2 separate regions of the Pan troglodytes genome follow, and region 2 is linked to region 1. A link is a contact called in public Hi-C data. All regions are on one chromosome and are shown on one strand. Each heading gives the region's core, a stretch centred on a gene start, on an enhancer-like site or on the middle of the called end of the contact. The rest is flanking DNA. Distances are from core to core; before and after follow the strand shown. Region 1 holds the start of MYCN (MYCN proto-oncogene, bHLH transcription factor). Region 2 has its middle 49 kb from the start of DDX1.

Region 1 (5,638 bases), core at 1,312-3,811:
TTTAGTGAAGGCGAGAATTGGAGAGCACCCCTTTTGCAGCAGCATTCTCTCAGCCCCTTCTCTTTACCCCGAGGAGAGACTTGGGGGAAACAGGACCTCTCTGCCCCTAGCACTGCCTCCAAAATGCTCCCCAGGCCAAGACATACGAGCACTAACAAAGGGGACGCGACCCGGGGTCCAGTGCCCCAGGGAGGCAGCCGGACCCGAGTTCGGTCTTTACCTGAATCGCTCAGGGTGTCCTCTCCGGAGGTACTGAGGGCCTTGTGGTCGCCGCCGCTGGTCTGGCGGCCGCCTGGGCGCGGAGGGGCGACCCCCGGGGCCCCGGCTGGGGAGGCAATACCCGCCCCCGAGGCGACCGCAGGGCCCGCCGCCGGGGCACTGGCCGGGGCTGTGGGCACGGGCGCTGGCTCGCGCTTGTTCACGGGAAAGGGGAAGACCACGGCGGGATCCACGCACTCGGCGGCCGGGTGGGCGAGCTCGGCGGGCAGGGCGGCCCCGGCGCGGCCGGCTCCCGCAGCCCCGCCGTGCCCGCGACCCGCAGGGCTGGCGGCGCCGGCTCCCGGGGACTGGGCGGTGGAACCGGCGGTTGGCGGCCCGCGGCCGTGCTGCAGCTTCTCGCTCACGGCGCGCTCCAGCTTCTCGCGGGCGGAGAAGCCGCTCCACATGCAGTCCTGGAGGATGACCGGGTTGGGGGTGAGGCCACCCAGTCCCCCCAGGCCGAACGCGTCCTCCTCGGCCGGGCTGCCCCACAGCTCGTTCTCAAGCAGCATCTCCGTGACCCAGCTCGGGGGCTCGGAGCTGTGCTCCGCGAAGCCACGGCTGGGCGACAGCGGGGGCGTGGGCAGCAGCTCAAACTTCTTCCAGATGTCCTCCCCCGGGGGGGTCGAGTCGGGGCCGCCGAAGTAGAAGTCATCTTCGTCCGGGTAGAAGCAGGGCTGTAGCGAGTCAAACTCGAGGTCTGGGTTCTTGCAGATCATGCCCGGCATGGTGGACGTGGAGCAGCTCGGCATCGGCTCGCCTCCCGGCCGGCGACTGAGGGCTTCTTTCCGCCCCGCTCGTTTTAATACCGGGGGTGCTTCCTTCCCGTGGGGGGCGCGGAAGGCGGGGGCCGGCGCCGACCTCCAACACTGCAACCGACAGACACACCGGAGAGGGTGGGCAAACGGGGCAGACCGAGGGGATAGGCAATGGGCGCCCCCTCTAACCAGGTTCCCCAATCTTCCCTCCAAGCCCCCCACTCTGCCCACTGCTCCCGAAGGTGGAGGAAGTTGTGCCTCTCGCTCCCTCCCTCCCTCCCTCCTTTTGTGTACAAGCTGTCTACGACAGGGGGTGGGAGGGGGCATGCAGATGCAGGGGGTGGTGGCGAGGCTCCGCAACTTTGGAAACTGCCATTTCATTCACACAAGGCACTGCCTGGGGGAGGGGGCTGTTCCTGGCTGCAGAATTCTAGCTCTCACGAGCACGCAGACAACCGCACTCGCAGCGGTGTGGGGCCGGCTGCTCAGGGGAAGCCCCAGGCTCTCCGACCCAGCTACCGGGAATGGTATTTGGAGTACCTTCTACCCCCTTTGTAAAAATGCAACCTCAGGAGTGCAAATGATAGCAGGGGATTTAGAAAACTTTGCAAATAAAAAAAAAAAGCCTTTCTCTAGACAGAGACCAACAACAGACACCCATATCCACAAATCCTTCCCCTCCCCAAATTTGAGCAAACGCCCCTCGGCATTCACCCGCTGCAGGGATACTCCTGCCAATAGCTTAATTGGAAGCTCTCTAAGCCCACCCCTGCTCTTCCAAACCCACGACAACGTCCTCTTCCAGGGAGGGAGAGGCTGAGCCCCTGTTCCCGGGAATGGCAGGGGCGCCCGCGCGAGGAGGGTCGCCGGGACAGCCGCCTCTCCTCCAAGCTGGAGCAGCCGTGACCCAGATTACGACCGCGGCGGCCTCGCCCTGCCTAATCCCCCCCTCTTCTTCCTCCAGGGGCACCCTTTGGAGAAGAACCCCAGCCTGGGGTGGGGACGCACCGGCTCTCCGACAGCTCAAACACAGACAGATCTTCTAGAGCCGAGGGAATTTCTTTTCGCAGAAGCCATTACTCCCCCCGGTAAGGGCTGCAAAAGGATTAGGGCGGGTCTCCTCTAGCCAGGATGCCTTCGGGGCTGGAACTGGCTTTTCTGGGAAAACCCAGAGATGGTTTTGTTTCGGAAGCAGAAACAGTCCCCCGGGCATATTAGGGCGCCCGGTGCGCACGTCGCAATCCCGTCCAGGGCTTGCCTTGCCCCGGCGCTCGTCGCTTCCCTGGGCGCCGGGCGGTTTGCAAGCCCTGCTCCTTACCTCCCGCCGACTGCAGGGGATCCGGAGGCGATTCTGCGCGGGTGTCTCCGGGTGGGCCGGGGGGGCGGGGGTGTCCTCGGATGGCTACAGTCTGTGCGCGCTTGCGCCTGGCTAGCGCTTGCTCGGCTCCAACACAGTTCCCAGGAGCCCCCCGCATCCACCCAGCGCGTCCAGACAGATGACTGTCACTGCCTGCGCTTTGAAGCTCGGGGGATATTATTAACTGAAAAATCTGACACACCCGGGGGGCGGGGAGAGAAGGGGGCTGTGGCGCAGACAAGGGGGAGGGAGAAAGGAGAGGAAAGCGGCTTTACCCCGCCCTCCTGATTTCCATAAAAATCAGGGGAGGCGCCAAGGCTTTCGCGCCAAAAGCCACTTGCTTTTCTTTGCAGAGAGAAGGCTGCAAAGCTGGGAAGCCCAGGGTGTGCTCCTCCCGCCCTTTTGGACCCCCGGGCTTGCACCGGCTGCACTCTGAGAACCAGCTGCGCGCGGAGCGGTGCAATGCAGCACCCACCCTGCGAGCCTGGCAATTGCTTGTCATTAAAAGAAAAAAAAATTACGGAGGGCTCCGGGGGTGTGTGTTGGGGAGGGGAGACCGATGCTTCTAACCCAGCCCCCGCTTTGACTGCGTGTTGTGCAGCTGAGCGCGAGGCCAACGTTGAGCAAGGCCTTGCAAGGAGGTTGCTCCTGTGTAATTCCGAAAGAAGGCTAGTCCGAAGGTGCAAAATAGCAGAGAGAGGACGCGCCCCCTTAGGAACAAGACCTCTGGATGTTTCCAGTTTCAAATTGAAAGAAGAGGGGCGCCCCCCTTGTTTGAAAATAAATAAATAAATAAGTGCGAGCTACGAGGGTGGCGCCGCGGTGGTTTCTTCGGCCGAAGGCGACACCTCGCGGAGACTGAGCAGAAAGCGGAGCTGCCCGGCCTTGGCGCGGACCTGGAGTGCGGCCACTCCGCAAGTCTCCCGCCGCCCCCGCGGGACTGTCCACGCGTCCTCACCACTGCGGAGGAGGAGGCAGCCTGGCTCTGCTTCCTAGGGGGAATGGGCGTACGTTCCCTGCAGCCGTCCCCAGGGCTCCCAAGTTAACCTTTTCAAAGCCACCATTCTCCCCAATTATGGGCAGGCGAATCTGATTTACCGAGATGGAAGTGCTGTCCACACCTCCTGAGACCCAACCTCGGCTCAAACAGCTTGATTCCAAACTGTTGAAGGGAAAAAGGAAAGCTGCTGTCACTACTTCGTTTCTTTGTGCCTCAGTTTCCTCAATTGTGAAATGCAGTTCGTAGTGCCTCCTACCTGAGAGTTATGAAAGCTCTTATAAGTCCCCAGCCCATAATAGTTGTGTCAGCTATTATTATGATGATGACCACGACATGCTATTCTTCCGGGGAAAATAACACCCCTCTGTCCAGCAGCAGCATTGGCCCCCTCCCTTCCCGCCACCATCAAATCCTGGCTTTACTTCACTCTGGTCCAGCTTTTCTTACAGGTGTATTTGTTTGCAGGGGGTCAGACATTATTGCCCCTGCCCTCCAAACTCTCCAAAAACAACCCTGATCTCCTGGACAGCCCCCTTCACAACCAAATACACAGTGAGGTGGGATTTTGCCTTGAAAAACATTCCTTAGGCTTGTTTGGAGAGAGGGGAACCTGGCCCTGGGATTGGGGTGGGAAGGCTTCCCCGCCTCTCCCTACTTTTTTCTCCAAACTGGAAATGCCATTCTCCATCGCCCCCACCTCTTCACCTCACCATTGGATCTAGTTAAGGAGGAGGATGCTGAGGGTCAGGGGGCAACCCATAAAATGCTCACAGATTAGCATTTGTGAAGGCCTTTCCAGCCCTGACCCTGGACGCCTACAGAGCTCTAGGGAGAAAGATTCCCAGAGTTCTAGGAAGAGGCCCATGAATGCGGATGAGCAGCCCTTCCAAGCACCTTTATTATTGTTATTTCCCTCACAAATGTAAAAGCCTTCATCTTTGCAAAAGCCTTTTACAGCCCCACTTCTGCTTTTCCCTAGCCCCCTAATCGCCACCAAGCCCTCCTGCTGAATTCTCGCCTAGCCTCCTGTCCTTTCCTGTCCAGCACTCACCTCCATTTGTAATGATCCATGCCTGGGAGTATTTGTTTAGTGCTCACTTCCGTGACACTGTGGAAGACAGGCTCAGTCTCCCTCACTAACCTGTGACCTGGGTCAGTTTTGCTCCAGAGGGGATCCTTACGGCACAGCAGCGTACCTGTATATAGTAAGTACTCATGGTATTGCTCAAGACCAAGATCACTGAATGAGTCCTTCTAAGGTGGCCAGATCTTCTGTGGCAGGCCTGTGAAAATAGGCCAGGATGGGTTCAGTTGCTCCGATTCAAAGTCCTACCTTTGTCCTTTCTCATCAGATGAATGACCATCACTAGGTCATTCACCCTTTGTCGAGGGACAAGGTGTAGCAGAAAAGGGGGACAGAGGGACAGGAGACCTGGTTACTCTACATGCCTTTGAGCAAATCATTTATACTTCCTGGACCTCAATCTCTAATCTCCTGCTTTTAATGCAAGCCAGTAATTACTGACAAGTCTGAATCTGAAGGTTAACAGAATGATAAAATTCAACAAATATTTATTGGTAACCTTCATTTGTAAGTAGAAAGATAAAAGACTTTGTACATGGAGAAAACATGCTAATGCTGATTCTTAGTCTGCTTATAGAGAAGCCTGAAAATCCCTCTTAAAAATGTTGAAATACTTCAACTATGTGAACACACACAAAACAAATCTTCATATGGTTTCAAAGCCAAGGTTTTGTTCAGTACTGCCGTGGTTTGAATGTGTCCCCCAAAAAAAAACATGTTGGAAGTTTAACCCCCAGTGCAACAGTGTTGGAGGGGAGGTCCCCAAATGCCAGTGGGATCTAGACCCCAGCCAGTGTCCAGGCTCTTGACACCATCAAGAGAATGAATTCAAAGACCAGTTGGAAAATAGTGAAAGTACGATTTATTGCAAAGGGAAAAGTACACACTTAAGAAAAGGGAATATGGGTGTACTCGAGAGACTCACACGAAAGGGGGTTTGGGGCTGCTACCTTTACGGGTTTCTTTAACCAAGAGGTGGAATATTCATGATCATTCCTAGAAAAAGGAGGAGATTTCTCAGAACTGTGACACCACCTATTTTTACACCAAATATGGGTGTTCTCCGAAGTGTCATGATGCTAGTGGGGTGTGTGATTTAGTATGTTAATGAGCGTATAATGAGGTCCTAGGAGAAACCTAGGTCAAATCCAGTGCCATGCTGGGTTCAGTGGGTCTTAGCC
Region 2 (5,638 bases), core at 1,924-4,423, 290 kb after region 1:
AGGCAGGTCAGCCCCTACCACCAAGCCATGGGACTGCATGGGATCCAACAGTGTGATGCTGGGAGGTAGCAGTGGGTAGCAAGAGCATAAGCTTTGCAGTCAAAGAAATCAGGGATCCAGTCACCACTTGCCACTCAGCGCTGTGGATGCTGGTTATCTAACCTCTTCGAACCTTATCATCTTCATCTGTAAATGTCCACACCAATACCTTCCATACTGACCAATATCTAGTAGCAGTGGATATGTGTTGTTTGGCCACCCAGTCTCCACACCCCTTTCCTCTGACCACAGCTCTCCAAATCCCTTTCAGGGACCATCTTCCAGCCTCATCCTTTTAGTTTCTAGTGGGGCTCCCAGCTCTACAGATGGAGTGAGCATCTGGCCTAGGTCTGGCCAATCACACACCAAATTCCCCCAGCCAGAGTGATTGGTCATGACTGGACAAATGATCCCACTCTTCAAACTGTCATAGTATATCCTGGGTCTTCTACGAGAGCAGCTCTCAGTTTTTGCTGGACTCAAAAGCTCTGAGCCTGAGACTTAGAATGAAGCCAACACAGAGAACAGAGGACTAGGGAATCCAGAAGGCAGAGAAACCAAGCTCCAGTGTCACCATGTGACATCCTCGATTAAGGGCCATCAGAGGCCTGAGTCTGGGCTTCTCCATTATGTGAACAAATACATTTCCTTTTTTGCCTAAGACAGAGTTGAAGTTTCTGTCATTTGTAATCAGAAGGTCCCTAAATTGATGCAAAGCAAAGTCTCTCATTTTCTCTTCATACCATCTTAGTGAAGCAGGAATTGCTCAGAGGGCCTTTCTGAGAATTTTTTTGTCATGGTGCATGCTAGCAAAGCGGATTACTTGACACACACCTGCGTAATTATGCCAGCATTCCTATCTCTAGATACTAACATCTGCTCATCCTTCAAGGCTTATCATTGTCACCTCTACCTAGAGGCCTTCCCTGAACCCCCAGGCTGAGCCAGGAGCTCTGGGTCCTCTGTGCTCATTCCATCACTGCACTTGTGACTCTTACTGGTACCCTCTCTCCCATCTACTCCCATGCACTAGGGGGAAAGGGGCCTGGTATTCACTTCTTCATTTATGTGTGCATGGCACCCAGTCCAGTGCTTTGCAAGCAGATTCCATGAAGAGTAACTGACTAATGAATGAATAAATTTGGTGAGAAAAATGCACATGCCTGGACATGAGATTCACATGACCCCATCATCACATATTTACATAATGTGCATGCTGCAGAGACATTTAGTTGCCTCCTCAACATCCAACTTTCCATTCTGGCTTAGACACAGAACTCCAATCTTCCCAGACTTAAAAAAAACAAAAAACAAAAAAAACACCCTACATATTCTAGCCTCTCTTGAGGAGATGTGGCCCCAAGTTCTAGCTAATGAGCTGTATATAGAAGTTGTTGCATCAGACTTCTGGGAAGACTCTTTATAAGGGAGACAACCAGAAAGGGAGCTCCTTTTTGGCTTTCTCTTTTTTTCTCTTTTCTGCTGTACTTAATGCAGATATGATGGCTTGTGCTCCAGCAGCAAGTGAGATCATGCGGCATCTCTGAGGATGGACGTCATGAGCTAAGCATGGAAAAGCGGAAAGCCAGAAGGAGCTGGGATATCTGATGATGAAGGGCTGACGTTACTAGCTCCTAGCTCCACACTGCCTGCCTCTACACCTTCTCTTCTTTTTTTTTTTTGTTGTTTATACCTTATCTGAAAACTCCCAAATACACCTTTTTTATATCAAAAAGAAAATAAATGCTTTGTATTTGAGCCACCATATTTTGAGTGCATTGCTGTATGTAATTGAACCTAATCCTAACTGCTGTGTCACTAAATGCTATATTAATATTCACTGATAATATTTCTCTATTTTATTCTAATCATAAAATGAAATTTTTAAACCCAACATTTGGAACAGTGCATGCGTGCCAGATATCGTGGCGGCATACAGCGGGAGACACAGATACAGGGAAGGAGACATTTTACAACTGGTTAAAATACTTGTACCAGTTCATCACTTTCTATGGGAAAAAATATTATTTTACTCATTTTATGATATGAAAATTAGAGGTTGTTCATGTTAAAGTAGAATTCAAGCTTGTATTTCTTTATTTTTAACTCCAGCTCCACCCCCCATCATCATACTGCCTTAACAGCAGCGGGGAGGGCTGTGGGTGATCAGGGATTCCTCCCTGTCTTCCTGCCACAGAGCCTGAGTAGATCAAAAGGCCAAGAGCATGAGGAGACTTTGCTCCTTCAGAATAGCTCCTTGGCCCCCTGAAATGAATGACCAGCTTTAACAGACTTTCCCCCCCCAAGCTCACATTCCCCATGGTTGGTGAGGCAGAAAATTCACAAGAACAAAGCTCTTGCCCTGGAAAGATCTTCTTTTCAATTTAGGGTCAATTCCACTTTGGGGACTTCCAGAAGAGTCACCTTTAAATTAAGAAAAGAGAAAAAGAAGCTGTTGCATATAAGCCAGGGAAAACCACACACGAATGTGAACAGCACCCGCGTTCCACCCAGCAGCACGGATTTTTTGTGGGAAACTTATACAGAGCCCCGTAAGCCTCCAAGGAGGTGAGAGTCGGGAGGTGGGGGGCGGGCAGAAAGACGTTGGAGTCCAAGAAACTGGATTCATTTTTCTACCGGCTGTGAGTAGGGCAACTTCTAAGGGCCTCATCTTGTCCTTCTGGAAAATGGGCAAGCAGCCTGCACCCTGCTGTCCTCACGCAGCCATTGTGAGGCCAAGAAGAGACGGCATTTGGTGAAGGGTCTCTGTCCTCCCCTGCCCCCCAGGACAGCTGGCCATGTCACTCCAGCCTGAACATGTGGTGGCATCCTGCTCTAGAATCTACCTGGGCTCACCTTCTCCCAGCCTTTCAGGACATATCGACATGCACTTGGGTTAATGAAAGTCAACATTCTTTACATTCCACCCCTTGCGAAATATCAGGAAGCTAGGCTCCATGTGGTCTGGCTCAGCTGGGAAACCATCGCTGAACCCTTGTTCTATCGGTCTGCGGACACGATTCAGTGTCTTGAGCTCTGTGGGATCAGCTGTCCCTCTGAGCTGAGCCAGCCCTCCCGTGAGTGGTGTTCAGCCTCCGGGGCCCGGGACCGGGAACAAGGGCAGACCAGCCTGCAGTCTGCATCCAGGGGCCAGGTCAAGGTGATCGAGTTTCTCTCTCCAGTCACAAACTCCATCACCCCTGGCTCCAGGGTAATAAACTCAATCTCAGGGCTTGAGCTATAACACGGTTCATTTCTGGGCCAAATCTCTGAAGCTGAAGGGTTTATTTTTAAGGACAAGCAGTTTGCTGTTTTCAGCTTTTCTCATCAGAAATAGTGCAATTCAGCTTGATCTGCATTGGAAGCATAATTTATCATCTCACACAGATGGTTGCTAAGGGTGGGGAGGAGGTTTACTTTTCATTTTACTTCAGCAAATATTTCCTGAGCCCCTACGTGTGCCAGGCACAGAGCAAAGCACTGGGGATGCACACATGAGTAAGACAAGCTCCTGATCCTTGACACACTCCTAGTCCAGGTGAGAGACAAAGCTACAACCCCAGATTTGACATTAGACAGTCCTGCTTTGGAATCTTGGCTCTGCCATTTGCTATTGGAGTCACCTTGGGAAAATTACCTCACCTCTTTCTAGCTAAAGGTTTGTCAGCTTTGTTGATCTTCTCAACATACCAACCTTTGGTTCTGTTGATTTTCTCAACTGTTTTTCTATTCTCTATTGCATTAATGTTTGCTCTAATCTTTATTATTTCCTTCCTTCTGCTTGCTTTGGGTTTAGTTTGTTCTTTTTTCTTTCCCCCAGTGCTTTAAGGCGGAAGGTTAGGTTATTGATTTGGGATCTTTCTTCCTTTGTAATATAGTCATGCATAGCTATACATTTCCCTCTAAGCACTGCTTTACCTACTCCCATAAGATTTCCTATGTTGTGTTTCCCTTTTCATTTATCTCAAAGTATTTCCTAATTTCCCTTGTGATTTCTTCTTTGACTTATTGGTTGTTTAGTAGTATGCTGTTGGTTTTCACATATTTGTAAATTTCCCAAAGTCCTTTCTGTTATTGACTTCTACACATAGGGTCTATCCTGGAGAATGTTCCATGTACACTTGGGAAGGATGTGTATTCTGCTGCTCTTGGGTGGTATGTTCTACAGATGTCTTTTAGGTCTAGTGAGTCCACAGTGTTGGTCACGTCTTCTGTTTTCTTATTGATCTTCCGTTTGGTTGTTCTATCCATTATTGAAAGCAGTGTATTGAAGTCTCCAAGTATTATTGTTCAATTGTTACCTCACCTCTTTGAATCTGTTTCCTTCAAGTAAAATAAATATTCCTGACTTGCAGAGGAGATGGAGTGCAAAGCCCTGAGGCACAGCCTGCCTGCCACCTGTGGATGTTGCTGCTGTGTCTCAGAAAGAATTGACAGAGTGTAGGACAGCAGTGGTGAGGAGATTTCCTTCTAAAGTAACCAGTTGTCCTGGGTTAAGCTAGTACTGCTTCAGCCTGAAAAACACAAAACCTGTTTAAAGAGAAAGACAAGGCTTAGAACCTGTCTACTTCTGTGGCCCAATTTTCAGGATGTGCATATCTCCTGCCCAAAAAAATACAAATTAACTAGCTGACAAATCATAACTTCTCACCCTAATTATGCTAGCTGGTGTCTAAAATTCCTTCACAAAAGTTTCTCGTGATAATTTACCTGTCCATCCATCTAAACTTCCCTCCAACTCAACAAACATTTACCAAATCACCTTTTCTCAGCCAGATCTGCCTCAGGTACTGAGGATACTGAAACCAGACCTGTCCTAAACACCCTACTCTATCCAGAAAGAGACACTGAGGGAAATTTTATTATGTATTTGTTATTTATTATTTAAGCAGTCAAATAAAATATCGGAACATAAACGCTCTAATAAAAGAAGGAACAAAAGGTTTTGAGGATACAGAAGAGGGAAGTGACCTGCCTCATAAGAGCAAGAGGTGGGTAAAGATGGCTTCCCCAAAAAATGTTAACTGAAAAGAAGCTGCCAACAGTGGCTTGAGTTCCACAACCCTCTCTGCCCCTACCGATCTCCTCAGGTGGGAGGGGGCCCCGGGGAGGAAAAGGAGGAAAACAAGAGGATGTTACACAAAGTGAGTCATCCAGCCTCAAATAACCAAGAGCTGCAAAGGCAGAAAGTTCTTGACTTGGAAGTTTGCCAACTCCAATGCTGCAAAAATAACCGTGATGAATTCACATATTTCTGTGCAAGTGTCGGTCCACCATAACACTGAATACTCAGCCATAGCAAACTGGAGCTTTGGGCCCATATGCTCAAAATCAGGCTCAGGCTTTGGTCAAGGTTTTCTTGAAGAAGCCAAAACCTGTATTTTCCCATTGAAAACCATCCTGGTCTTCTATCCTGTCCTGGATAGGACCATGGAATAATGATTCCTGCTCAGGGTTAAAAGTCATTAGGTGTTTTTCTGTTTTGGGTCTCAGTATCCACAGAGGAACTTTCATTTCTTCCAGGTTAAGTTGATAGACCCTCCCATTTTATGAAAAGCTAATCATAATATTTGTTGTACACCCACTGTGCACACTGTAG

The links. A called contact is a pair of places that touch in the nucleus more often than the background predicts.
Region 2: a contact with region 1 is called in a Hi-C map of induced pluripotent stem cells, with 2.6 times the contacts expected there. The contact joins the enhancer-like site here to the promoter of MYCN in region 1. A contact is called at or near these places in 3 of 7 Hi-C or Micro-C datasets (induced pluripotent stem cells and stem cell-derived neural progenitor cells), 1 of 1 datasets of contacts at active chromatin or transcription factors (stem cell-derived excitatory neurons) and 1 of 1 other capture datasets (stem cell-derived neural stem cells).

Annotation. Positions count from the first base shown.
Region 1 is chr12:106,932,758-106,938,395 of NHGRI_mPanTro3-v2.0_pri, forward strand. It overlaps MYCN (MYCN proto-oncogene, bHLH transcription factor), which reads right to left and starts at 2,562. Exons shown (of 2, transcript XM_009442027.4): 1 at 2,335-2,562. The coding sequence starts at 2,491. It overlaps MYCNOS (MYCN opposite strand), which reads left to right and starts at 1,352. Exons shown (of 3, transcript NM_001329970.1): 1 at 1,352-1,543; 2 at 1,981-2,104; 3 at 2,727-3,180. The coding sequence starts at 2,836. The coding sequence ends at 3,165.
Region 2 is chr12:107,225,903-107,231,540 of NHGRI_mPanTro3-v2.0_pri, forward strand. No RefSeq gene overlaps it. Among named protein-coding and RNA genes, the nearest start is that of DDX1, 49 kb to the right of the region's middle. Within about 2 kb of position 3,174, at least 6 of the 24 cell types and tissues checked have an H3K27ac peak or open chromatin away from gene starts, as enhancers often do. A contact at or near this core is called in induced pluripotent stem cells and stem cell-derived neural stem cells, where this site is marked.